2 separate regions of the Sus scrofa genome follow, and region 2 is linked to region 1. The links are chromatin contacts, called in public HiChIP or PLAC-seq maps. All regions are on one chromosome and are shown on one strand. The core of a region is the stretch at or near the end of the contact, and the rest is flanking DNA. Distances in the headings are between cores, read along the strand shown.

Region 1 (6,578 bases), core at 2,382-4,881:
CAGTCTCAGTTCTTAGGATAAATTGAAAACGCAGCGTTCTAGAACGCAGAGCTCTTTGCACAGTTCCATTCTCATTCTCTTTCCATTCTTTGATATTACTTAAATTACCCCAAACTTTTAACTAGATAAGTGTATGGTATACATTTCTGTATGTGTCCATCACTGTAACTTTGTATAAGATATTTAGTAACTTTACAGACATAAAATATCTCTAAAATCATGTTTTTGAAAGTGAACTTACTAATCTTCAAAAACCATGATATACAAAGTATAACATTCTGCTTAAGCAATGATTTCAAAAGAATAACAAACTTACATAATGACTATTAAGCACTGCCATTATTTCTAAAAACAGGAAGATAACAGATTTATCTAAACTTAAATTCAATCCTTTCAGATCCTAAAGTAATTCACAGACCGAAAAGTTTACTCGACCTGAAAAACTCCACCCTTCCTCTCCTGTGGCTCAGGCTGCTGCAAAAGTGATTTTTGTAGTACTACCTAAACACTAGACTTTATGCCACAGAAACTAGGTCCTTAAGAGAAATTCGAATGGATTAAGGAACCAAGTACTTACTAGTTACCATAATAGTTACCTTAATTTTAGCTCACTAAAAATAACAGTCTCCTACAATAAAACACCACTAACATTCTATAGCTTTACAATTTTAAAAGGAAGTGATGTCATAATTATGTACATGTATTAAGGTATGCAATTTGAGATAAAAGTAATTTAAAACCCCACCTTCAAGTAGTCAGTCGCTCAAAATATTTTTCTGACACTCACCAGGTATATGAATCAAAATATACTTAACACATTTAAAAGTATAATGCATGCTTTTTGTTAAGCTGCAACCCCATTTCCAGTAGACAAATGCATGGCAACTTCCAGGTAGTTTTCCAGGTCAGAGCAAATTATTAAAAGGAATAGCAACACTGCTTATTCTTTTTAAATAGAAAGCGATCTGTTCAATGATGTTAACCACAAACCTTGCATGAGAAAGCCAAAACCCATGTGAGATATGCAAATCATACACTCAAGGGAGTACCAATTTTAGGTACTGAATTTTTAATAATTTGTCAAATATACCTGGGGGTTCCTATTTCTTCAAATCACCGTTACTTCTCTGAAAAATCATTTTGGAATTAGTGGAGAAGTCCTAAAAAACCTAGGTAATTACAAGGGCAATTCAATTCCAGAGACAGCAATCCAAACAAGTGACAACTCAATTTGCAAAAGAATTTGGAAAGGTATTTTCAAAAGCAAGGGTCAAAATATTTAAAGTCATATAAAACAAAAATTCAACATTTGTAATAAACCATGTTCAAAACTTTCAGATTAACTAAGCTAGGAATAAGGTATATTATTTATATAAAATTATAAAAATAAAAGCAAAATTGGGGAAAAATAAATCATAATTAAATTCATCAGTGCATGATTTAAAATTTGCAACATGACAATTCACAGAACACACTTCATGAATTCATATATACTTTAAAAATTAATATACATATACAACAAAATATCTTTTAGGCCTTTCATACAACAAAATACCTTAGAGATTTTATTACTTAGTCACTAATAAGGTGAATTCCAACAAATGTGAAACAAATCATGATCTGAACAAACAGTACATTTGTAAGCTTCAGAAGATAAAACATTCCAGGCGACTCTGTCGAAATAAATCAATAAATTTAAAGCAGCTACAACTAAAATGTGAGGACAAAATACATCTATCAACCAGAGCATTGTCTGAATATAAGCATACAAATGAAAACCTTAAAGTATTTTAAATATAAAATATACAGTTATAATCACAGTAACAAACACAAAACCTAAATATATTAAGAGTATTCCAGGATCTCTGTGATCACAGGTATGATTTCATAAATGCAGAAACTGTAACCATCGAGAGAGAGTAAAGGTTTTGATAAATCTTATCAAAATTTCCTAAAATGTCAAGAGTATCAAAAGAAATAGAGAGTCAAATAAAAATGTAAACTGAGAGGCATCAGTCAAAGGGTACTTTTTGCAATTTCATTTTAAAATGTACATTTTTTCATTCATATAACTTTCTCAAATGTCTATTTACTATAATTTACTACCACAAGGCTCCTCTATGGCCTTCAGTTACAAGTTTGGGTATCCTAGATTCTTCAAAGAAAAAATTTGCCTTGTATGTAAAATGGTGCAATGCAGCAATGGCTAAACCGACAAGGTCATTTTCCTACAGCACAAAAACCTAAAAACTGAAATTTATTGACAAAAAAACTGTAGTTTACAGGAAAGGCCCCCTTGAATAAAGGTACCTTACCTTTTGACTGCTGTAACAGGCCTTAAGTCACAACTTAACTTTCATAAATTGTTACCAAAAAATTAGGGTGTGGCATATTAGCAATCTCAAGGTCACGCTTTAAAAAACGAATCCAAATTAGTAAAATACTTAAAATAAAACAGACAGCTATCCCTGTCTGTCAAGGTAAACAATGTAAGCTGAGGTTTCCCCAAAAAAAAAAGAAAAAAAGGAAGAAAGTTGATAGCTCATACCTCGATGCATTGCTGTGTAGCGAACTGTCCTCCTCTTGGCTTTTGTCCTTATTTCTCATCATCTTTTAATTCTTAAATATTAAGGGGGAGGGGAAATCTGTGTTTGCTTTGAAGTCCTGTGCCCAGGTATTTACTGTCAAAAGTTGAAAGAAAGGTAAGGTCCCAGCTTCTATCGATGGTTTTTATTATCAGGAACAAAGTCCTGACGATGTAACGATATTGTTATAACACAACAGCGGTAAGCACCAAAAAACAAAACATTTCTGCTTTTTCCTTTAAAAAAAAAAAAAAAACAGGATAAACCGAACAGGGGGAATCATCACTATCAATAAGGAAAGTTTCTCAAAGTAACACACTAGATACAAATAACAATCTCTGTATCTTATTGCGTCATCCAGGAATTTCTCATATTTACAGAATATAAAGCAAACTTAAACATAGAAATCTTCAAAATTATCACTAATGATCATGAACTTACCTGATCCATGTAGTAGGTCCAAAGCAAGAGTCCTATCTAGTAGTAGAAAAATATCAGATCCCAAATTAAAAATAAAAACAAAATTCCCCGTTAAAAAACGAAAAATAAATAAAATAACCCTCAAATATGTTAACTGTTCAGAAAAATAAAGAACAATTAATATTAAAACGGGTCCGGAAGAAAAAAAAACCTCATTAGGAGAGCGCACAAAAATGGAGGTGCGCCATGGCTTCTAAGCTGGAAAAAACAACGACCTGGGCTCTCAGTACGGCTGCTTCTTTCCAACAAGGCACGAAAAGAAAGCTCCCAAAAGCTGCTTTTCTCCCTAAAAAAGGTTCGAATCGACCCCAGTAAGTCACTAGAAGAGGCAGGGGGCTGCGGGGGCCCCCTGAGGCTGCCCGAAAGTTAGGGAAAGTTGCGTAAAGTGAAGCGAAGGCAGGGAGCAGAGCGCGCTCTCTCTAAGGCACAGCCGCCATCTAGAGCCTCCTTCCCAGCTCTGAGAGCTCTGCCTTTGATTGACACTCTCTACATTTACCCCACAACTCAGGTGATGTACCATAGACCCACCCCTTCATCTCCACCAAAAAAAAAAAAAAAAAAAAAAAAAAGAAAGAAAGAAAGATCCTCCATCCCAGGGAGCCTAAGGACCCCTACCCCCACCCCTCCCTGCCCCTCCAGACCACCCCATCAGAGGGAGAGGGGAGGGTTTCTTAACCCCCTCTGGCTCAAGCACCCTTTTTAAGCCAGAGAGAAATGTAATTTGTTCCTTTTGTCTAAAGATCTGCTAAATATTTCAGTCCTTGAGCTAAAATAACTTCCTCTCTGGACAGGAAGTGGTGTTTTATCAAGCCATTTTGAAAGAGGGATAATTCTCAGAGAAAATAAAGCTCAGCTCAAGTACTAATCTTTTTAAAAACTAACCCCACCAAGGGTAAAAATGGTTCCTGGACAAAAGCAAAACCTCAACTTGATATATTAAATTCAAATCTCCCTTCTTTATGAAGCCTAAAAATGATCTAGGGACAAAGTTTAATAGGGAATTTTCCATCCCAAGAAGAAGGAAGGGGTACAACTCAAGAGCGCCTCCCTAGTGTTCAATTGCATTAGGGCAAAAATTAATGCAACAAGATTTTATTCAAGAATCTCAATTTTCATTTGTACTTTCACAAAATTCTTTTAACCCATTATATAACCCTGATAAACTTTACCCCCAAAATTCTCATAACAACAATGATTCAGGAAAAACAATTCAAGAGTATGGAACTACTACGAAAAAACAAACCCAAAAAACTCCACCTCCAAAACCAACACATGTATCTCAACCATTCTCTTGTATTTCAAATCAAATTCTAAGTATTTACCCATTTCAACAACAATAAATTAATAACCAGTCATTTTGATGGAAAGTAATCAAAATAATGTCACAGGGCAAATTCTCCTAAATAAAACCATAACATCTGAAGAAACAAAATTACAAATGACAAAACCAAATTATTCAACACTTTCTCAACAAGCACCCCAAAAAAACACTCACATTCAAAAAACAAATCATCTTTCCATACTCAACATTACAATCTGCCAGAACAATGTCCTTCTCCTCATTGAGAAATCAATTTAGATTTACACCCAACAAAAGCAACAATTTTGCACCTGGGTGATTATAAAATCTATAACCAAAACCTAGCTTCAATTCCATACTTTCTACAAAAGATAATTTTGTATCAAAATCCAAATTTCCACTTTTGATTTATACAAACACCTCAAATCAGCCAATGAGAACAAATACTGTACATGTACTATATATCATCAACATGCATATCCTGGTATTTTACATTAATCACAAACGCAGTATGACGAACACTTCCTCATCAAAAAAAACCCCAACGTTATCACTTGTTCTGTCTATAATGGGAAAATATAATCAACAATTAATTTGGTTTGTCAAAATAAAGCCTACCACATCTCATAACAGTAATTGAAACTGATTTTAGTTGATTATCAATAAATGAAACTGCAGTGTTCACCTAGAACTCAAACATAAGTTATCTATGGCATGGTGTGATTCATTTAATCTAAATTCCTAAATGTATAGAATAAGAAAAATATAATGATTCTATTTTATAAAATATATTGTATACATTACTGCCACCAAAATTTTAAATCCTTTTATGAATACCCTAAGGAAACCTCTCTATAAATCCAACGCCTCTTCACGTAATATTAAGACAAGAGGATTTTGTTTTAATGCTCAGATGTTCTTATTTATAACATTTAAAAAACATAGAAAAGGTACTTTTCCCATCAAAACTCAGAAAAAGACTGTATCATGAATTTTGAAGCAAAAGGCAGTTTGTTTTAAAAGTTCATTGTAATCTCACAGCAAATTAAGTATTCTATTATTACTCATTGGTTAACTTATTTTGCAAGATATTTCAAGAAAGCATGTAACAGTATTTTAACTCAACACTCAACCATCTCTTAAGGCACAAATAAATTTGCACAACTTTGTCAAAAGACAAATCTAAATCAACCAAACAAAACATTTTCCAGCACACCATTTCCATTTTACCAGCTTTATTCAGTATGCTTTACTGCTGGGCAACTATAAAGGTCAAAATGTTATTTAAGGCGACACTGAGAATTTAATGAAATTTCCGCTTTAAAAAAAAAAAGCCCAAACTGAGAAATTTTAAACTGTTAGAAATTTTATTAAAGTTAACATTCCACAAGGTCATTCTCATACAAATCAAACCAAAAAATTCCAGACATACAAACTATCATCTGTTAATGTGTCATCTTTCTTCTCCAAATGTCAAAAATGTTCTTGTTTTTATGATACAAAAAGTCTTTCCAAAGTCAAATCCACTGTCCATTGTGTTGGTTAAGAAACCTATATCTTCATTCATGAAATCCATGTTAAAAGAACCCTGTCTTGGTTGTTATTATCACAGCACTCTTGCATTAGTCCATTTTTCTCATTTCCCATAGTGGACTGCCATCTTGATTTCTCAGTTGTAGGGTCCATTTGAGACTCTTCAAGCTGACTGGGTGCTTGATGAAAACATTAAAAGAAAAAATGCTGTTGGAATAGCAATAATCTTATTCCTTTAAACAGAGAACATCCACCCACCTTGAAGATACTCTAACCATACAAAGCTTTAACAATTTTGTAACAGCTTTAAATTATAAAACTGTATAAAGTTGTATGTGCTGTACAAACTTATCAATGAGAGACATGGGAAAACTGCACACTAGTAACAAAGTCCTTCTACTGTCACAGATACATATGTAACCATAAAAATGTGGCAGTGAAGAGTCAAATTTTTAATAGTTAAATGTAATATTGCTAGACTATATGAGAAATAAAAACAAAAATTCAAATTCAAAAATCCTAGAAAGCTAAATTACACCAACACTATGGATGCTAAATCTCAGTGCAAAAAACTTCCCAAGCTTCTTCAAATAAAACTAATTATGGAAAAGAATCTTAGGATTAAAAAAAAGAAAAAAGAAAAAAACTAAAGCAGTGGATCACAGTGGTTTTCCAATGCA
Region 2 (6,885 bases), core at 1,052-3,551, 56 kb after region 1:
GATATCAGGTGTTACTAAAGACGGAGTCCTCATGCACTGCTGGCAGGAGTACTGAATGCTGCTAAAATGACTGGAAAATTGTTTGGTATTTTCTTACAAAGTTCACCATAATCTTATATGTTAGTTACCTATTACTGTGTAACAAATCACCCTGAAATTTAGTGGCTTAAAAGAGCATTAACTCTTTTTAAAATCTCTCATGGTTTCGATGGGTCAGAAATTGAGACATGGTGCGGTTGGCTTGGCTCCACCATGTCTGGGCACAGCTGGACTGAAGGTTGGGGCAGGAGCACCTGTGAGCTGGTTCACTCTCACATTTGGTAGATGATGTTGGTGTTGGCTGGGGGCTGTTTTCTGGAACACCTCCACAAGTCTACTCCATGTGGCCTGGGCTTCCCCACTACATTATTCCTGGGTTAGGGCAAGCCTCCTGAGAGAGCAGAAGGAAAAAGGGAAGGGGAGAGAGAGATTCCTGAAACCAGAGATCATAGCTAACCCAATTTTTATATCTTCACTGACAGCTTCAACCTGATAAACCACGTTGTAACTTAAGTGATTATTTCAAAATGAGTGTTAGCCTAGGGGATGGTTGATTTTATGTGTCAGCTTGGCTACAGTGCCCCCTTATGTGGTCAAATATTATTCTGGTTGTTTCCGTGAGGATTTTTTTTTTTTTTTTTTTTTTTTGTCTTTTCTAGGGCTGTACCCATGGCATATGAAGGATCCCAGGCTAGGGGTCTAATTGGAGCTATAGCCACTGGTCTATGCCAGAGCCACAGCAACGCAGGATCTGAGCCGCATCTGCAACCTACACCACAGCTCATGGCAATGCCGAATCCGTAACCCACTGAGCGAGGCCAGGGATCGAACCTGCAACCTCATGGTTCCTAGTCGGATTCATCAACCACTGAGCCACAACAGGAACTCCTGTGAGGATATTTTTGGATGAGATTAACATTTAAATTGGTGAACTTTGAATAAAGCAAATCCCCTCCATAAAGTGGGTGGGCCTCACCCAATCAGTTGAAGGCTTGACTAGAACAAAGACTGACCTCCTCTGAGCAAGAGGGAATTCTGCCTGCTGACTTCTCTTAGACTTGCACTGCAACACTGGCTCTTCCTGGGTCTCCAGCCTGTCAGTTCACCCAGCAGATTTTGGACTTGACCACTTCCATTGTCACAGGCACCAGTTCCTGAAAATCATCCTCTCTCTCTTTCTCTCCTATTGGCTCTATTTCTCTGGAGAATTGTAACTAATACAACCTGGCTTCTTAGCATCACCAAACCTATGAGCTTCTTGTCCAGAAGTTTTTGCCCTTGGTTCATAACTGCAAATGGGATTTTCAATTAAACTATTTCCCATGCTACTTCTTACTAGTAGACAGTGTGCCCCTGATACACAGCATTTTCATAGTGGCTGAAAAACCTCGTAGCAAGGTGACAGTTTTCAGTGGTTTTCTGAGGAGGACGTGAACAGGAGCCATTACATGGCTCGTCAGTAATCTGTTGCAAAGAAGCTGTGCTCATCAGCGCAGAAGTAAACCTTTCATTACTGGAAAATGTGAATCAACTCAAGTGAAACAGGGTTCTGTCAGCCTATAAAACTCAATTATGTTTTTAACTCCATAAATTTGTCTCAGTAAAGACGATTGAAAAATACCTAACTTCCAGTTTGAATCGACAGAAAATTAATGGCCAGAATGTAAACATGTAGAATATGTTCAGAAATTATCTGCGTTTTATTTCATCTCTAAAGAATGTCTTCCACAAGGGTGTCTGCTTAAAATTTTTGTGTCAGCTCTGCACCAGAGTCGCTCAGTTTCCTCTTAGATAACAAACCCCAGATAATACTAAACTTTCAGAGTAAGAACACGCCCCAAAGAAGAGAAAATAGAGTGAGGAGAAAAATCAGTTCGCAGCTTAAGGTTTTCACCCTTGGGGAGTTAAGAAAATCACTTCAGCCTGAGGACAAAAGCTCCCTTGTTTAAAGGCTTCCCCAGCTGCACTTCAACTAAATATATCCTAAGCAGAGTGTTTTCATTTCTCCACCCCTCTCCTGGAGCCAATCACATGGTGACAAACAGCTCAGAGGCCCTCCTGGGACTGACACTGCAGAGGTAGTGCCTTGGTTACCGGGCTTGGCCTTCCTTCCCAGCTCAGGCCCTGTGCCCTGCTTCCCCAGAGGCTGGGGGGCTGGGGGGCTGGGGGGGGTGGGGCGGGGGGTGGCGGGCCAGAGAGGAGGCCTGAAGGGGTTAACTCTGCGGCGGCGGCAGCCTGTCTGGAATTCATGCACCACCTGGGCTGACAGCATGAATGACTCATTGTTTCCCCTCAGAACAGTCTGAGGAGTGCTCCTCTGTGTCAATAACTGAGGCAGAGGAAAACTGTTTTTTCCCTTTCGCCATAACCAATTTTCTAAAACTGAATATGGAACTGGAAATCTGCGGCAACGGTAGCCAAGGTTACTGCTTTGAGTTGGTCTCTGGGGACAAGGGATTTAAATGTACTGTCCACAAACAGAAGAGGCCTAAAACCAGGGGGCCTTCTATTTACAGCCTGTGCGAGGGCCTATAAAACGAAGCAAACTTAGTTTAAACCTCTAGTCTGTCTTAACCTGTGGCCTGGCTGTATACAATACTAGATTTTACCTTACCCGTGATTTGTATAAATGGTAATTTTGACTGGTTATTTCCCATGGCTAAATTTAAGGCTCATAGGCTTCCATCCTTAGTTCTAAAGCAATGTATTAATCATCATGTCCCCCCTCATATTTTCATGTACAGAGCCCTTCCTTCATGTTAGCTAGTTTAACCCTCCATGGGAGATTGTCCTAGACTGTAGTTTTTATTTTTTTAAATTTTTTTTATTTTTATTTTTTGGTTTTAGGGCCGCACTTGCAGCGTATGGAGGTTCCCAGGCAAGGGGTTGAACTGGAGCTACAGCTGCCAGCCTACACCACAGCCACAGCAACACCAGATCCTTAATGCACTGAGCAAGGCCAGGGATCGAACCTGCAACCTCATGGTTCCTCGTTGGATTCGTTTCCACTGCGCCACTACGGGCACTCCTAGACTGTGGGATCTTTCACCTTTTTTTTTTTTTTCGGCTGTGCCTACAGCAAGTGGATGTTCCCAGGCCATGGATCAAACCCAGGCCACAGCAATGACCTAAGCCACAGCAGTGACAATGCTGGGTCCTTAAACCTACCGCACCACAAAGGAACTACATCTCTTGCCTTTCATGGGACATCTCAGTCCAAAAACTAGAGAGGCAGGCCTCACATTTGACCATGTTTCTGCAAGTGTGCCAGAGATAACAGATTTTTGAACTCTTGTTGCTTTGGCCTCTTTTACTCACCTACATGTCTACGTGTTTAAAGATTTCAAGTTATTCTGACTTGGAATAAGGATGATGACAGTTGATATTGAAGAAAAAAAGATTATGGGGAGTTCCCGTTGTGGCACAGTGGAAAGGAATCCGACTAGTATCCATGAGGATGCAGGTTACATCCCTGGCCTCACTCAGTGGGTTGGGGATCCAGCGTTGCTGTGAGCTGTGGTGTAGGTCGAAGACACGGCTCTGATCTGGTGTTGCTTCGGCCATTGTTTAAGCCAGCAGCTGTAGCTCCGATCCGACCCATAATCTGGGAACTTCTATATGCCTCAGGTATTAACCCTAAAAAGCAAGAAAAAAAAAAAAAAAAGATTATGGATGGGATTTGGAAATTAAAGACGGTGCTCAATAAAACAGCGGGAAATCCCTTTATGTGAATTGATATCATTTCTTGTGCCCTTTAAATTTCTGCAGTAATAGGGAACTTGTTTGGCTTTGGCTGGTTTCCTGTGATATATGGGGCCACTCTATCCCACAGATGGAAACTGATGTAGATTCTGAATTAGAAAGAATCAAAATCTTGGAGTTCCCGTCGTGGCGCAGTGGTTAACAAATCCGACTAGGAACCATGAGGTTGCGGGTTTGGTCCCTGCCCTTGCTCAGTGGGTTAACGATCCGGCGTTGCTCTGAGCTGTGGTGTAGGTTGCAGACGCAGCTCAGATCTCGCGTTGCTGTGGCTCTGTTGTAGGCCAGTGGCTACAGCTCCGATTCGACCCCTAGCCTGGGAATCTCCATAAGCTGCGAGAGCAGCCCAAAGAAATAGCAAAAAGACAAAAAAAAAAAAAAAAAAAAAAGAAAGAAAGAATCAAAATCTTGGGGTGAACGGATGCAAACTATTGCTCTTGGAATGGATTTACAATGAGATCCTGCTGTGTAGCACTGAGAACTATGTCTAGATACTTACATCGCAATGCGACAACAGGAGGAAAAATTATGCAAACATGTATGTGTAACTTGCTCACCATGCTGTACTGTGGAAAATAAATAAAAGAATCTAAATAACAAAAGATATTTTGCTTTCTTTCAAACTTCTGCTATAATTTAGCACAGTGAGCACCTTTCTTTGATTGTCAGCATCCTTAAAAAAGTCAGGGATCAAAATACTTGCATTAGTCTTTTGAAGCTACTGAGAACCCAAAAAGATTAAGTAATTCTCTGTTTTTGTAGACAGGACACAACTACTGCAGCGTGCTCAGAGAAATGGCAATAGTCAAGGCTTTAGTTTCTCACATCTAACAGCAAGTAATTGTGTAGTTCTCTGAATGAGCCTATTTTATATCACATGCAATTAACCTATTTATCAATGAGCTTCGGAGACGCTAAAGGTTTGCTGGTTCTTGAACTAACACCATAATCAAGTGCAGCTATTGAACTATCTGGAGGACGGTGACCCAATACAAGCAGAAAAACACAACCCTACTATGTGCTACGTGGTTTGGGTCTTCTACCACACTGGAATTTAAATTTTGAGCAGCTTCTAAGCTCTGAGAGAGGAGATATAGTTCCATTTTCTCACTGATACAGCCACTCCTGTCCCTCTGAGTCTTTTCATAAAACATAGGTCTCAGGACTCCAATTCTGCTTTAGGTCCTTTAGAAAAGTGAGTAGCTGGTTGATTCTGTTTTTCTCAGGTCCAAAGTAAATACAATTTGCATAGCTGATTGCTTTTTCTCTCCGTGCTTAGAACTCTTTCATCATGAGTTTAATAGGTGTAAAATTATCTGACGCACACTTTCCACTGAGAACCCCATTATATACCCTTGACTTGTTTGGTCTAAAAGGAAAACTGGGGGTTTTTAAGGGCAGGGTATGTTGGAATCGACTGTAAGTTTTTCCTAACTGATCCCACCCCAGCCACTATCCTATTAATTCTACATATTTGGAAAGGACTAATATGGCCATCCAAGACAATAATATACTGACTTTAAAATTCTAGGCAAGAGGAGTTCCCGGTGGCTCAGTGGGTTAAGGATCCAGTGTTGTCACTGCTATGGCTCTCGTTACTGCTGTGGAATGCTTCGAGCCCTGGCCCCAGAATTTCTGCATGACACAGGAATGACCAAAAAAAGAAAAGTTCTAAGCAGGAATAAGGAGACAGATGAATTGAATTACATATCATGATGTTGATGTCACTACAGGTGTGGATCAGAAAGGAACACTTTGCCTGACTCCATATTATCATTCCATACTCCATAATACCATAATAGGACAGCAGTTATTGCATTCCAAAAGATCCTCTATTCCACTAAGCCAGATAGGATTCTTAACGCTAAGCTATGAGAATTTAGAAGGGAATAATAATTTAAATATTTCCTTGAAAACAAAAACTCTATTGAACAAATCTCTGGAATTAAAAACAGCATTTATGGAGTTCCTGTCATGGCTCAGAGGTTAACAAATCTGACTAGCATCCACGAGGACACAGGTTCAATCCTTGAGGCCTTGCTCAGTGGGTTAAGGATCTGCATTGCTGTGAGCTGTGGTGCAGTTTGCAGACATGGCTCGGATTCTGCGTTGCTGTGGCTGTGGTGTAGGCAGGCAGCTACAGCTCCAGTTCGACCCCTAGCCTGGGAACTTCCACATGCTTCGGGTGCTGCCCTAAAAAAAACAGAAACAAAAAAACCCCAGCATTTATAACTTCTTAAATTTGGATTTCATACCTTGGTAGGTTTCATGCAAGACAGAACAACAACATCCTTCCACTTTGAACACACAACAGTACTTCTCCTCTCCTTGGTGAAAAAAGGCGGTATTTATTGTATTTTATTTCATTTTATAATATTATACACATTTTAGCTGTACAACAAAATGATTCACACTTTTTAAAGACTATACATTTACAATTATTATAAAATATTGGCTACATTTCCTGTGCTGTACAATATATCCTTGCAGCTTATTTATTTTAATGTAGTAGTTTGTAACTCTTAGACCCCTACCTGTCTTGCCCCTCCCCTCTTCCCTTCTCCCCACTAGTAACCACTATTTATTTTCTGTATCTGTGTTTCTTTTTTGTTATATTCACTAGTTTCTTTTAGATTCCACATATAAGTGATATCATACAGTATTTGTCTTTGTCTGACTTATCTCACTTAGCAAAGTACCCTCCGAGTCCATCCATATTCTTGCAAATGGCAAATTTTCATTATTTCTAATGGCTAATATTTCATTGTATATATACACCACATCTTTATCCCCTTGTCTGTTGATGGACAATTATGTTGCTTTCATATCTTGGCTATTGTAAATAATGCTTCTATGGACATTGGGTGCATGTATTTATTCAAAGATAGTATTTATTTAGGAATTCATTTTGATATGTAAGCATTGATAGAAATGGGACTAAATATTTCCTCTTTGTTTGTTTTTTTTTTTTTTTTGTTTTTTGTCTTTTTACCTTTTCTAGGGCTGCTCCATGGCATATGGAGGTTCCCAGGCTAGGGGTCTAATTGGAGCTGTAGTCACCGGCCCACGCCAGAGCCACAGCAACTC

Evidence for each region. HiChIP or PLAC-seq counts read pairs in DNA pulled down with a chosen protein or histone mark.
Region 2: an H3K27ac HiChIP or PLAC-seq map of skeletal muscle shows a contact between it and region 1. The contact joins the enhancer-like site here to the promoter of CHD2 in region 1. A contact is called at or near these places in 2 of 5 promoter capture datasets (fetal liver and fetal skeletal muscle), 9 of 47 Hi-C or Micro-C datasets (alveolar macrophages, blood, embryonic fibroblasts and 4 more) and 2 of 2 datasets of contacts at active chromatin or transcription factors (alveolar macrophages and skeletal muscle).

The regions. Positions count from the first base shown.
Region 1 is chr7:86,104,255-86,110,832 of Sscrofa11.1, forward strand. It overlaps CHD2 (chromodomain-helicase-DNA-binding protein 2), which reads right to left and starts at 3,632. Exons shown (of 38, transcript XM_021099370.1): 1 at 3,027-3,632. LOC100152407 (a long non-coding RNA gene) reads right to left here. Exons shown (of 5, transcript NR_033705.1): 5 at 5,712-6,077.
Region 2 is chr7:86,161,625-86,168,509 of Sscrofa11.1, forward strand. No RefSeq gene overlaps it. Among named protein-coding and RNA genes, the nearest start is that of FAM174B, 17 kb to the right of the region's middle. Within about 2 kb of position 2,302, at least 71 of the 83 cell types and tissues checked have an H3K27ac peak or open chromatin away from gene starts, as enhancers often do. A contact at or near this core is called in alveolar macrophages, embryonic fibroblasts, fetal liver and 3 more, where this site is marked.